2 separate regions of the Zea mays genome follow, and region 1 is linked to region 2. Evidence: chromatin contacts called from public Hi-C data. All regions are on one chromosome and are shown on one strand. Each heading gives the region's core, a stretch centred on a gene start, on an enhancer-like site or on the middle of the called end of the contact. The rest is flanking DNA. Distances are from core to core; before and after follow the strand shown. Region 1 holds the start of LOC100382784. Region 2 holds the start of LOC100384730.

The links. A called contact is a pair of places that touch in the nucleus more often than the background predicts.
Region 1: a contact with region 2 is called in a Hi-C map of ear, with 2.3 times the contacts expected there. The contact joins the promoter of LOC100382784 here to the promoter of LOC100384730 in region 2. A contact is called at or near these places in 2 of 25 Hi-C or Micro-C datasets (ear and tassel).

Annotation. Positions count from the first base shown.
Region 1 is chr6:106,978,059-106,984,894 of Zm-B73-REFERENCE-NAM-5.0, reverse strand. It overlaps LOC100382784, which reads right to left and starts at 2,005. Exons shown (of 7, transcript XM_008650819.2): 1 at 1,738-2,005; 2 at 1,446-1,627; 3 at 1,250-1,357. The coding sequence starts at 1,743. LOC111589528 (a long non-coding RNA gene) reads right to left here and starts at 5,642. Exons shown (of 2, transcript XR_002748569.1): 1 at 5,003-5,642; 2 at 2,866-3,060. LOC118472222 (a long non-coding RNA gene) reads left to right here and starts at 153. Exons shown (of 2, transcript XR_004850238.1): 1 at 153-221; 2 at 450-1,338.
Region 2 is chr6:106,449,791-106,456,978 of Zm-B73-REFERENCE-NAM-5.0, reverse strand. LOC100384730 reads right to left here and starts at 2,532. Exons shown (of 5, transcript NM_001177198.2): 1 at 1,885-2,532; 2 at 178-270. The coding sequence starts at 2,355.

The DNA.
Region 1 (6,836 bases), core at 756-3,255, 530 kb before region 2:
TATAATCAAGTTATGTGTTTAAAAATGAAAACAAATACTTTCGGCTCTATATTTTGTGATTACACAGGTTTGTAGAAAGTCACTTGGAAAAAGTGATCAAACTATATTGTTTATTTGTTTCTGTATTTTCATGTCTAAATGTATTATCTTTCAGGAGATATACTTGGAGCATCAGAATTATAAGTGCATCTACAAGAGCAATTACAACAATTCTCCATCAGGTTGTTCAACAATGAGCAATACAGCCTCCCACCTTGGTCGATTAGCATCCTTTCTCACCTTGGTCGATTAGCATCCTTTCTGACTGAAATAATGTTATTTTTAATGGTGCCACAATAAGTTTCACTTATGCTTATTTTCAGTATGACACATTCTCCTCTTATTGCATTTGTCCCCTTTTGATGACCTGGTTTACCTGATTATAATTGTTTGTCCCTGGCGCCTTGCAGGTTGGTGTTTAGAAATCTCATATGCAAATGTGGGAAGACGATGCCTCATCAATGACGAGTAGGTTGAATCTCTCCTAGCGGCACCATTGCTCACCACAACTGGTTTGCTTGAGCAACTTAATGTCACTCTCAAGAGGGACCACCCTTCGACTGACACCTTGAAGCACCACATAAGCTTTAGAAAGTTGGAATTGTACTCCGTATACATAAATTACCATGATATTATATGTTCCTGTAATTCTATGTTGATTCTTTAGAAATAATATATACGATATTGTAATGTTTGTTCGACATCAGTTGATTTTATTTGAGTTGACATATTTATAATAATATTATATATTTATATTGTCACACAGATTTTACATATCATATTGATATTTGTTATTTCATATCTATGTTTTACACTATTTTTTAACTTCTGTGGCAAGTATGAATAATTGAAAGATTAATATATGCCTGATTGGATGCCGTTGCAACGCACGGGCACCTACCTAGTGTTTTATATAAGGTGTATCTGAAGCACTCCGTTGGTGGAATTGTCCGTCCAAAAGGCAAAGCGTTTCATATAAAGATCTAGCTCCAAAGTTCTGCATCCCCAATACCATCACAGTACAAGGTATTGGTAGCACTAGCTTCCTACGACCAAATCCTTCAGCAGCATGCAACCAACATAGTTTTGCATCTCTTTACAGAGTCCACGGTCTGGCAGCGCATTCAAAATTTAAAATAACAACTACCCGCAGTAGGTTTACCCAGAATCCTACACAATTCCCCCAAAAGCGCACTAGCAAAATCCTCACCTCTTCTCGTAGAGGAGCGCAGAGACAAGGCTGGCAAAGGTCTCAGGCTTCATGTCCCTCTCCTCGCGCAGCTGATACAGCTTGTGCCTGAAGACCAACCGCTGGTACCTGCGGAGGGACCTAAAACCCTAAGCAGCTGAACCGAAGAGAACAGGCCGTGGGGGCGGGCGGGGAGAATTCGGCAACTGCGACTCACAGCGTCTGGGCGTCGGTGGCGAGCCCTGAGAGGCCGATGTAGAGCTTGTCGTGGATCTTGAACACCCTCTGGAAGTCTGTCGCGATGGTCTGAAGCTGCACGCCGAGCCGCCGGTCGCTGGCAATCGCGAAGCAGTTCTTCCCCACCATCGCCACCACGGCGGACCCATTGTACTCGAAGATCTGCAATGGGCAGGGGGCGAAACTGTAAGGAATTCGAGATCCGGGGCGAGAAGGAGGGACGACACGGGAGGCGAGGGGGGGGGGGGGGGGGGGGGGGGGGGGGTACTCACTGACATAGCCGGAGCTGCGGCAGTGCGGCGACGGCTATTTCGCGGAGAAGGGCTCGGGTGGATGCGTCGTCGTCGACGATCGGAGGGGAAGTAGCGACTACGACGGTTGTGGGCTTTGATGGAGGCCGGGTTGGGCTTCTTGGTGAGCAAGAAGGTCCAGCGATGCCACGCCGGAGCCGCGTCCAGTCCCGGCTTGTTTGGTTCTGCGTCGAACAAAATGAGGGTCTCTTTGGTTAGAGGTAGCACGAGGGAAATTGGAGGCCCTCTAATCCTCATTAATTTATATCTAAACCCTTCCTATTTAATGTTAACTAGAAAGTAATTTAATCTTCTCTAATTCATATAATTCATCTTTAAACGAACGGGCTTTTTATGGGGCGGTTTGTTTCAGTTTATTGTACATTTTGTACGTCAGTTTTTAGACTATTCAAAAGTAAAAAGGCTTTCGAAAACCAAGAATTAAAAGCTCGTTAGGATAAACTTTTAGACTTTTAGTTTATAGAAGTTGTTTGGATTTTAGAAAGTTCAAAAACCAGTGGTTTAAACTCTAAAAGCGGCCACAAGCTGAAATACATAGGTCCGATGTGCAACCTCAGGACTGTAGTGCTAACTTATCGTCTCACAAAGTTCAACCTTAAAATTTGATTGGAGTTTTCATATCTACCTAACTACGTGGTACATATGTTCGTAAGTTTGCAACTAAAAATGTCAAACGTGGCATATGTTCCCTTCAGCTTGCAGACAGCAGCTGCGACATCTTTCTTAAAAAAATTGTACAGGTGGTAATTTTAATATTATGAGTAATTGCTTTACAAATGGACGTTGTATATGTGATAATTTTAATACTATGAATAATTTTAATATCGTTCTGCAGACATGTCGTGTTGGAGTTGGAGCCATGGAGGCCGCGTTGGACCCCAAACCGCGTCGTCCTCTTCGCCCTGATCAAAATGGAAAACCTCGTCATCTCGTCACAACAGAGATCTCCATTTCATCTCCTTTGTCGCCCCCACGAGTCTTCAGAAATCGCCCTCGCGATCTTCTCTTAATCTCCTGTCACACCCGAATTTAAGGAATAAAGCCTGGTACGTCTTATATATGCGCCAAGTAAGAACAACACATATAATAAAAGAGCGTATAGAGATAAATATCATAAATATCATAAATTCACTTGTTACATAGCGTAAGTTTTACAAAATAAATGATAAATATAAAACGAACTAAATATTATTTCTCTGGCGCCACAGAGCTGACCGGAAGACGCCACCTAGATCAAGTCGAACTTCTCGTTGTGCGGCTCCTTTTCGACCACATGCTCTTCACCTGTAGAGGGTTTATATATCGCAAGAGTGAACTCACAAAAGATCATATCTCAACAAGTTGTGAGAAATAATGTGCATGAACTCACTAAAGGTGAGAGTTCATGCGAAGTGTAAGGCTAATCAACAAAATAAAGATTGAAGCAGAGCATTGCTTTTTATAAGTTGGTCAAAATTTTATTATCACTTACTAAATATAAATAAATACCAAACCTTAGTAATAATAAATCAAAGTAATAATAAATAATCTCAATGCGATGCAAATGATAAATTGAATTTAATTCCATAAATTAATCATGTGATGGCCTGAGCTGCTCATGACCGTGAGCACGGCTGATATGCCAGTTTTACACTCTGCAGAGGTTGCACATCTTTACTCACAAGTCATGTTACCCATCTGCCAAGGGGTCATGAATCTCATACACCTCTACCAAGAAAACAAGGCAGGGTAACACTACGAGGCCTTTACAAAGTTCCACTAGCTTCAGAAAACCCACTACAGTTTTTAGGAAGCTCCAATGCAGGGACCCCTCGCCTGACCATCATCGCAGCAAAATCAATCCAAGGGCCTCTCCACACTGACCACTCCCCTACTGCCCTTACCCCTATTGGGTAAGGTAGTCCTCCATTAGCTTTCCTAGTTAGTCACCCAAGGGAGTCCCATACCACCCTTGTGGTAGCATTGTTTTCTTAGGTGGTCGTTCCATGTTCCAATTAACATAATGATCTTATCATGAACAACAAATAAGAAACTGATAATAAAAGTGTGATCATTAATAATGTGTATCTCCATACTCAAAACCACATAAAGCAGTAGCAAGTACTACCCAAAAAGTTCAGTGGAATCAAGTATAAAGATAGCCAACTAGGGTAACCTAAAGGGTTCTATCAAAATTTACCTATATAGATCATTATGATTAATAAGAACATGACTGGGTAAAAAGAAGTGATCAAGGACACAACTTGCCCTCAACGAGCTCCCGCTCAGCAATTTCCACCTATTGAACCCCTGGATCCTCATTAGCTTGCTCGTCTACTCACAACAATACAAACAAACATAGTATATCAAAAATTAACATCACACCAAACAACAGGACAGAATGCATGTTAATATTCTACGTTGCGTAACGAGATCGTAGAAACAATAATCACTAAATTTGGATCTATGGTTATTAAGTTATGCATTTCTGAAGTTATTTAGCACTTAGAATAGATTAATTCAAGTGAACAATTTTAATTCAGGTTTTATGGCTAAACAGAGCTACTAATTGATAGAAAATATTATTACAAAAATTAATGCCATAGGAATTGGTCAATTTGAAGCTAAAATGAATTAAATATGATTTATATAGGTTTCTAGAATTATTTTTGTATTAAAAATCAATTTCCATAATTAACTCTCTATTTTTATTACTCATGGACTGCACGCCAAATACTGGAAAGCGCAGGGACCTCTGCGCAAGAATTCCCAAGACTCAGGCTACAACTTCGGTGGACTGTGAGTTTATTCCTTAAAACCCGAGGGGTTGCTTTGCAATTTTGCTCGGCCGAAAGGGTATCAGCAAATCAGAGCCGTTAGATCTAAATCTTATGGTTTGGATTAGATTTCGTTGCTTATGAATCGGTATGTGATCTCCACCGTTAGATCGGAGTTCAAGGCTTCAGATTTTATGAGGCTTTGCTTACCCTGAACCGTCCGATCAACCCAACGGTCCAGATCGACTTGCCCAACGAAGGGGGGTCTAGATTTAATCCGGTCATTCATCCCATATCCGACGGCGCACAATTCGTCTTCTCTCCCTCACTGTACGCGGCAACGCCACTCTCCAATACTCGCCGGAGACCCGCCGGTGTAAAGTGGTTCCACAGCCCAGCCCGTAATTCCAACCCTCGTTACCCGTAAACGATTGCAGAGCAAGCAAGAAACCCACCGGACGAAAACATACCGGCTAATTGGGTGCCTAGGTAGGTTGACCACGTCCATCCGCGCGGGGCAGTCGTGCGGGATACACCGGTGTCGAATTGAATGGACCTCCGATGACCCCCCCTGCCTAGAGGATGTCTTGCAAATGACCCTCGCTCCACCGCGCTTGCCAATCACACCACTCTGGCAGTCCGGACGAAGGCGGTCCGAGAACTCGGTGTGGCGGCGATATCCTCTCTCTCTCTCCCCCCGATTTCTCACCGCAGGCGCTGGCAGTGATGACACAGAGGATTCGTGGAACTCAAGGTTTAGGAGCGTCGTAGGGTACGCACTATCTAAATACTGGAGGGAGGTCGGCTACTGGCTAGGGCGACCTGCCCGGGATGCGGTTGAAGCTTTCGCGCTTATCGTGGAGACGACAGTCTGACCACCCGGTCCCACATGCAAGCGCCCGACCAAGAGAGAAAGTCCGCTAGGTGGGCCACACTTTGTGATCCACGCGTGCACGCGAGGAGGACTTGTGACTGGTTGGAGGGGCCCATACGCCAGGTCCTAGTGCGGAGGCCAATGGGCTGCGCGGACAAGGGAACGAGGTGGGTCGGAAGCGGAAATGAGCCCACGCGGTAGATTCTGATTTTCTTTTATTATTTTCTGTTCCCTTTTCTATTTCTTTTTCTTTTTACCTTTTGGCTCCAAATTTGAATTCAAATTTTTGTAGTGAATTTTGTACTCAGTTTTAGATGTATGATTTGAACATACCAAACTATGATGAAGTTATTTATTTATAAATTTTTATTTTGTATTGTATAATATTTCTCTCTTCTTTTCCATTTTAAATTCCAAATTTAAATTTAGATTTTAATCAAAATCTTCAACTCATCGTTATATTTTTATTAGTGTTATTGTTATTATTATTAAATGCACAAACAAAACTCTAGTATGATGCATGGTTTGTGAAAGGGAAATAGGCTTACACCTTTTCCTAATTAGTTTTGGTGGTTGAATTGCCCAACACAAATAATTGGACTAACTAGTTTGCTCTAGATTATAAGTTTTACAGGTGCCAAAGGTTCACAATAGACCAATAAAAAGACCAAGAAAGGGTTCAAACAAAGAGAGCCAAAGACAACCGAAGTGAGCCCTGGTCTGGCGCACCGGACTATCCGGTGTGCCACCGGACAGTGTCCGGTGCACCAGGGAACTCGACGCTGAACTCGCTACCTTCGGGAAAATGGAGGCCGCTCCGCTATAATTCACCAGACCGTCCGGTGTATGCACCGGACAGTGTCCGGTGGCACACCGGATTGTCCGGTGTGTCAGCGGAGCAACGACTACTTCGCACGCAACGGTCGACTGCAACGCATTTAATGCGTGCCTGCGCGCGCAGAGGTCAGAGCACGCGCAGCAGGCGCACCGGACAGTCTACAGTACTTGTCCGGTGCACCACCGGACAGCCAGAAGACCCCACCTGTCAGAGCTCCAACGGTCGAACCCTAACGGCCGGGTGATGTGGCTGGCGCACCGGACAGTGTCCGGTGGCGCACCGGACTGTCCGGTGCGCCATTCGACAGCAGCCTCCACCAAACGGCTAGTTTGGTGGTTGGGGCTATAAATACCCCAACCACCCCACCATTCATTGCATCCAAGTTTTCCACCTTCCAACGCCTTACAAGAGCTATAGCATTCAATTCTAGACACAACCAAAGAGATCAAATCCTCTCCCAAGTCCGGAATCACTCCAAATCAAATCCTCTTGCGCTTGGATTGCTTCTTTTCTTTCTCATTCTTTCTTGTGATTCACTCAATTGTAACCAAGGCAAGAGACACCAATTGTGTGGTGGTCCTTGCGGGGACTT
Region 2 (7,188 bases), core at 1,283-3,782:
TTAGTGAAAAGGGCGTTCAAGGTTAATAGTCACCAGAGCCAACCAAAGCTACCATCTGCTGTGCCCATCCCATGCTTGTCGCTTTGGTCGTTCGCCACCCACCCCGCTCGGTTTCCACGTGACTACACTTGCTTCCTCTGTACACGCGGCTAGGAGCAAGGGCTGAGGGGAGCTTACCATCTTCTTCCGCGCCCGCTGTCCGGCGGGCCGAGGTGGTGGCAGTGGCACTGGCACCGCGGGGATCGTCCGCCGTCCGGCGAGGCCACCCACCTGCAGGAGAAAAGCGCGCTGCAGCTAGTTAGTTCAGTTGCTATGCTGGAGTGTCAGCCACGGCAACAAACAAACGACGCGCAAGTGCGGAACCACTAGACTAGAGCTAGAGCCAGAGCGAACAGCAGGCGTCGAAAAGCAGCAACACGGAACGCATGTTTACAATTCCTGCAGCAGCGCCAGCGCAGCCGGCATCTCGATTAGGCAATCACATGACCATCACATGAAGCACGTTATTACGGGATGGGGGGAGGGGGCGAAGGCGAAAGCGTGGGCATCAAAAGCATATGGACAAGCGACATGTCGATCTCATCCCGCCGTCTACCACCTGAGCGTAATCAGCGAGCAAATTCCGAGTTTCTCCCTTGTTCCAAATTTCAGATGGTCGGGGGGGAAAAAGTTAGGATTTCATGTGGGCCCCCCGTCACGCCACCCGGCAAACGTGTCACTGCCGGACTGGGGATCGAGTGCGCTTCGTCGTCCACCGGTTTTCGCCTGCGTGTGTGGCGCCCACGAGGCGCGCCCCTTCCCCGACGCCTAGGCGGGAGGCCCGGTTTGACTGCGCGCCACAGCAGCGAGAGGGATAAGCACTGGATACTGTCGAAAATGCCCTCCATCGGTATTAGGGTCCCTGGCGGGACACTGGGTGGGCGAGGACAGTTTTGGGCACGGAGACAGCGCAGCGGCGAACGCACACGCAAGCCGCAACCGCCTACCCTTGTGAATTGCCGCCGCCGCTAAGTCAACCCCGGAGAACAATACGTACTCCCTCCGGTGCAGTAAAAGAAGTCATCCTGCGCGTGACCGAGCGTGCACAAAAAGAAGTCATAGCGCGCGTGGGTCTGGGATTTGGACGTTGTTGCCCCTAGTAATTGCAAAAAAAAGATGCATTTAAGAGGAATCGAACTTGAGACCTCCAGTCTAGAATGCCTTGGAGCTGCTGCAGCAACCAATCAAGTTTGATTGTTTTAGTGATGTTAATGCACCCATATCCCTATTTAATAGGGGCAAACAGGGAAAACTTTATGATAATTAATCACTCGTTGGTATGCACAATCATGTCCTAAACGACTACCTTTACTGCACTGCATTGTAGGGAGTATACAATATGGGCAGCGAATAAAAATCCGGGAACTGTGCACTTGTCCGCTCCATCCAGGGGCTGCGCTATGACGGCGGGACTGTGGAGGCGAGAGAGCCGTGAGGTATCCGACCAGACCACACGGACACGGCGTCTCCTTTTACCGGACTCGCCATCAACGGGTGGCGAGAGTAGACTGGGGAAAAGGTCCCGCGAACGGGAGAAAAAAAAGGAGGGTGAGGGAGGAGGGCGGGAGGCTAGTCTGGGGCCTGGGGACGGGAAAAGCGATGTGTCATCGGGAGGTCATCATCCTCGTGCTGCTGACACGGAGGGTCAGTTTGGCCCGTCCGTCTGCCGAGCCAAGCACGAACGCGAATCGGAACGCAACCAACCAACCGCCGGCGCCCACAACCACAACACAGCGGGCGACCATGCAAACGTCCAAACCAAACCAAACCAAACCAACGGGAGACGGAGACGGGGGATGTCAGATGTGAGGTAGGCGCGCGCGCGCGCGCACGCACGGACAGTACCTTGCTGGGAGGCGGGGGCGCCGCGAGCTGCTGGCACGCGGCGGCCGGAGGGAGCGCTGGGTCTGGCCGGGAGCAGAAGGCGCCGTCCTCGCCGCCGCTAGTGGACGCGCCGGAGCCGGAGCCGGACGCGCCGCTGTAGTCGAGGGGCGACGCGGGGCTGCCTCGGGCGCCTCGCCTCGCCGTCTTCTTCTTCGTCGCCGTCGTCGTCGCGCCCGCGGAGGCAGCGGAGCCCGAGGCCGACGGGGACTCGCGGCGGGACCGCGAGCGCTTCCCGCGCGCCACCGCCGGCCAGGCCAGGTCCCGCGCGTCGTCCCCGCCCTCCGCCTGCACGCCGTCGCGGGCGGGATCGGGCTCGTGCTGGCGCTGGCTCCACGGCGGGGTCCAGCCAGCGAGGTCCGCGCCACGGAGAGAGCATATGATGTCGGCGGCCGTCGCGACCACCGCGCAGGCCTCCCCGTCGGCCGCGGTCATGTCGCGTCCCGCTGCCTGTGCCTGGGCGAGGTGGACCACCGCCCGAGCGGAAGCCCACGCGGAGGCGTGCGGAGAGAGAGAGAGAGAGAGAGAGAGAGTGGGAGGGGAGGCGAAGAGGATGTGGGTGGGAGCGGTGCGAATGAGAGGGGCGTGGAGACGAGGCGAGACGAGCGAAAGCCACGGCGTGGCGGACTGGCGGTCCGCGGCCCCGCTTTTAAACGGCGGAATAAAACCACGTAAAATAATCAGATCGGGCCCACCACGCTCACCCTCCCCTACTCGGCCACCACACCACCTGCAGCTACGCGCCGCGCGCGGCGCCACGTCGTCTTCGGCCGACCCCGCGCCCGCATCACTTGCACGCGGCCTCGCCCCGCATGTCAGTCAATGCAGTAAGTGGTGGTCTACTCGCGGAGGCCGACAGGCGTGGCGGTGGAGCCTTTCCGCGCCTTCGCGTACTTGGACTGGGACTGCGCTGCAGAGAGCCAGAGAGAGAAATGCGGTTGCCACTTGAACTGAGAGGCCGGGGTAGTTTGGTAAAAGTGAGGACGCAAGGTAGTAGAGCGGGCGGCGACGGGCGTCGGGGGTGCTTGGAATGGACTGGAATGAGGCTATCCGCAACCGTTACTCCTAAATTTTTCCCCATATATCACTTGTTCCATCTATTTTCCCCCTATGTTTTCATCTCCCGCAGCGGTTCCCCCTAAATACTCCCCTATACCCCACTACAATTATAAAATATCATTTTCTATATCTACTACCAATTTTTTATCTACTAATAATTACTCGTGGCCCCACAGCACAGTGCTGTAGGGGGTGAATAGTGAACCCCTTGATCTGGGGGACTCCTGCTCCCACCCCTACGACTGTAGCGTGTAGGGGGCTCTCTAGCGTCAGCCGCTGCGCGCGTAGAGGCCCCCTACGCAAGGGGAGAGGGCGCCGTAGCGCAGTAGCCCGTAGCCAGGTAGGTGGCAGCGGTCCGGGCTTATTCCCTGTGGGGGCCTGCTGGGGAAATTGGCAAATCCGCCTGCTTCTTTGACGAGAAGTACGGGCTATTCTTTTTTTTTTCGTGTGTGCGAGGTGGTTGCTGCCTCGCTGGACTTTGGGGACTTCCACAGTTCTGCGTCAATGGCCGTAGAAATATTCTGTGGTGCGAGATGCAATCACGCAGAAAGGAGCTCGGGAAACAGGGTCTGGAACCGTTTCTCCGGTGCCGGATGCGGATCGTATTCCAGTCTGTCCGTAGCAACTGCGATTTCGCTGCACTGTTTACAAAGTGAATTTTTATTAAAAAAAAAATAGGAGATGAGATATAAAATGGGGATAGCATACCCCGGTTATAGCATATTCTAAGGCGTATTGATGTGTTTCGAAATAAATTAGTGCTTATCCTTTGTTTCAATTTTAGTTATATGACGATGTCTTAATACAGACACTTACCACACAGATGTTCTACTTGTAGTCCGATTCTCTAGTTTAACTGAAGCAGACAACAATATGTTGCGTGTCTTTGACTCTTGAGCTTGTTGGTCTCGTAAATTTATTTATTTATAGACAGTGAGAATACTACAGTGCGATCCAGCTACAACAAGTTCACGACCGAGTGAAAAACGACAGCGACCAGGGACGGCCCCCGCGCCACTGCTGTGGTCTTCGGGATCTCGGGTGGGCTGCTGCCGCCGCCGCCTGCCTGCCTGCTTGGGGCTTGGCCGGAAACGCCTTGGATTTTGTTGGTCGTTTCTGGGGTCGGGTCAGGGTCAGGCACCGGTGCCTCCGTTCCTCTGCTCAACCTTTGTCTGCTCTGCTCTGGTCTGCTCTTTCGGCCAGAGAATTTTGTGCCATCGGTGACGCGTCTAGTTCGTGCCACTCAGAAGTCAGCATCATCCGTTGTAGTATGTATGTGCAATTGTGCATGTACCTGTGGATTTAGTTAGTCTTTTAGGAAGTTAGTTTGTTACGGGTTGAATTTTGATATGGCGTAGATTTGAAGTCATTAGCACTTAGCATGGCTTCGTCTCTGCCGTCGCTGTCGTGGTGGATAGGGTGAGCGTCGGTCCGGTAGGCCCACGGTCCACCTGGCGTCGTCCACGGCTCCATGTTACTTTCGGCCCGGCCCCGGACACCTGGCGCTGGGAGCGCTATCTAAAAGCGTGCGGTCTCGAGGTCGATATGCCTACCCCGCGTCCGCATCCGCGTGGCTGTACTGTAGAAAACGGCAAAACGCGATGCAAAGTGCGGGAAAAGGGTAGCGAGCGGCAGGGAGATGCACACCGGGCGTCATCAGCTCTTCTGCTGGATGCGAGCAGAGCACGCCATACTCTGTGGAAACTTATTCTGTGCTCGTTGAGCTCTTATGCTCATATGAGCACTTTAAATCTGATTTCTTCATTTCTCATTCAAGTATTAATAGACATTTTCTAGTTTCTTCTGTGTGCTACTCTTGACCACCCTTGTTGCGTCGCACCACATGTCTCTTCTGTGTGCCACTGCTGCCCTCAGCCCCTGGATGAGAAATGAAGACACCAGATTTAAAGTGTTCATATGAGCAGGGGCAGAGCCAGGGGGCCGGCAGGGGCCATGGCCCCTCCCAAGACTGCGACATACACATATATATATTGCAAATATTGTGTAGTCTAAATATATATACTCTAGATTTTATCAATATAATTAATCAAAGGTTTAATATAATGGTTGGTAATATATAATCCATAACTCTTGTAGTAAGCCAACCAAAGTCTAAAAGAGACAAAAAAATATATAAGATAAAATATTTGTTGAATGATCAATTGATGGCACGAGACGTCAAACCTAATTTTCTTGCAGACGCCGATATCTAAACCTCACCCCTTTATGATTCATCTTATCGTCTCGCTGGGCAGCTGCCGATTGCCACTGACCACTTGACTTTCTTATGACATAGCCTCACAACCAAAGTCTAGAGAAGGTGATCACGTGAAGCAACAAAATAAGCGCTAACAACGTCGATCACCAGAACCATATGTCGCAGCTGGGACGTCCGCATAGACTACAAAAACTAGATCCAAATATGGCTAACTCATATACATACTACATTAGATCTAGTGGATAATAAAATCTACAAATTTCAACTAAAGTTGTCATCTGATAGTTGTTGTTTACACAACTAATTTAACATGTTACCTATGCATGTTGATGATTTTTTATGGATCCTTGAGGCTAGTTGAAATTTTGGATTCTCTCAAAAATAATTTATTAGACGTATCATGAATACTAGAGTCATTATATAACAGTTGGATTTCATCAACCGAACATTCATCATTATGTCATCTTTATTATTTTGGTATTGTTACTATACCACAGCTTTAATTTAATATATCAATTACCTAGAAAATAAACTCATGGACTAAGGTAATTTATAAAGAACTAGATTTCGTATTCTATATCGAGTGCTTAAATTTGTAACATGATACAATGTATTTTTACCATATAATATTGATGAATTGATCGGTCTCCTTTATATTGTAATCCTGATTCCGCCCCTGTATATGATCACAAGAGCTCCGTGAGCACAGGATACGTTCCCATATTCTCCAGTCGCAGCATGGTGTCATGTGGTGGCAAACAGCAGTCGGTTCCTGGTTTCCTGAACTGGCTGTCTCTCCTCCACGAAGGTTAAAACGATTCACGTTAATTTTCTTTACCTTGCGTCACGTTAGCGGTATCCACCATGCTACAAATTTCTTTTGCGTCACGTTAGCGGTATCCACCATGCTACAAATTTCTTTCACATGCTCTTATATTTAAAACGATCTAAGATATTTTGTTTGGAAAAAAGAAATCATCCGATCATGTAATTAAGGTGGGTGTGTTTGAATAAACTACATCTAATAGATAGATGTTAAAATTCGATGGAGATAATATCTAAACAATCTAACTAACAGTTTGACTGTTAAGTGAGCTATATTGCTTGCGCTTTGTCGTCGTAAGCTAGTGTCCCCATGATGCTGAGACGACTAAGTCTGTCTTCGACGCTTTCGTGCACACATCCCCTAACCGAACATTCGGTTCTCGTATTGTCTTCAACGGTTCTCCGGACAAGTTCACGGTATGTAAGGGAGCAACAGATTTTATCGTGTGTATTTAGGGAAGAAGATCAGGGCCGGGCCAGCATAATTCAAGGCCCTGTACCGATTTTTTCTTTTTTTTCTTTGTTAAGAATAGAGGGTATAGATTAATCTCAATTATTAACCGTGATTGAATTATTAATGTGGGAAATGGCTTCATAACGGTAACGAATGATCTTAACGTTTGGATGTTATGCCAGCATGTGCTAGCTGCACTTCGCCATATAGCTAAAATGAGTTGCATAACAGATTGGTACTCGGTTGTTACGACAAACACTATGTTTTATTCTTATCGAGCTGACTTAGCTAGACCTTCTAATCATTACTAAAATTTGCATTGATTAAACTATCGCTAACTATTATTTTAGGAGCCCTTAGAGGGAGGGGGCCCTGTTCTTGTGCACCGGTGGCACATGCCCCCCGCCCGGGCATGAAGAAGATGTCCACTCAGCTGTGGAGTGCATCGTGGTGGTGGGTCATGGCGCATGCGCACGACGGATCGTCGGTCAAGCTTGCAAGGGTGAAGGATGGAGAGACCAAGTGGTTGTAAGATTAAGGATATCCGCTAGAGGGAGTAAATAGTCGGTTTCAATTAAAATCAAAGACATTTGAAGATTTTAATTAGAATGACAATAGAATTAAATCCTCTAGCCTATATCTAGCTAAAATTCGCTCTACAACCTAAGATGAACAAGTGTTTAAATTAATTAGCAGGACAATGATAAGTACA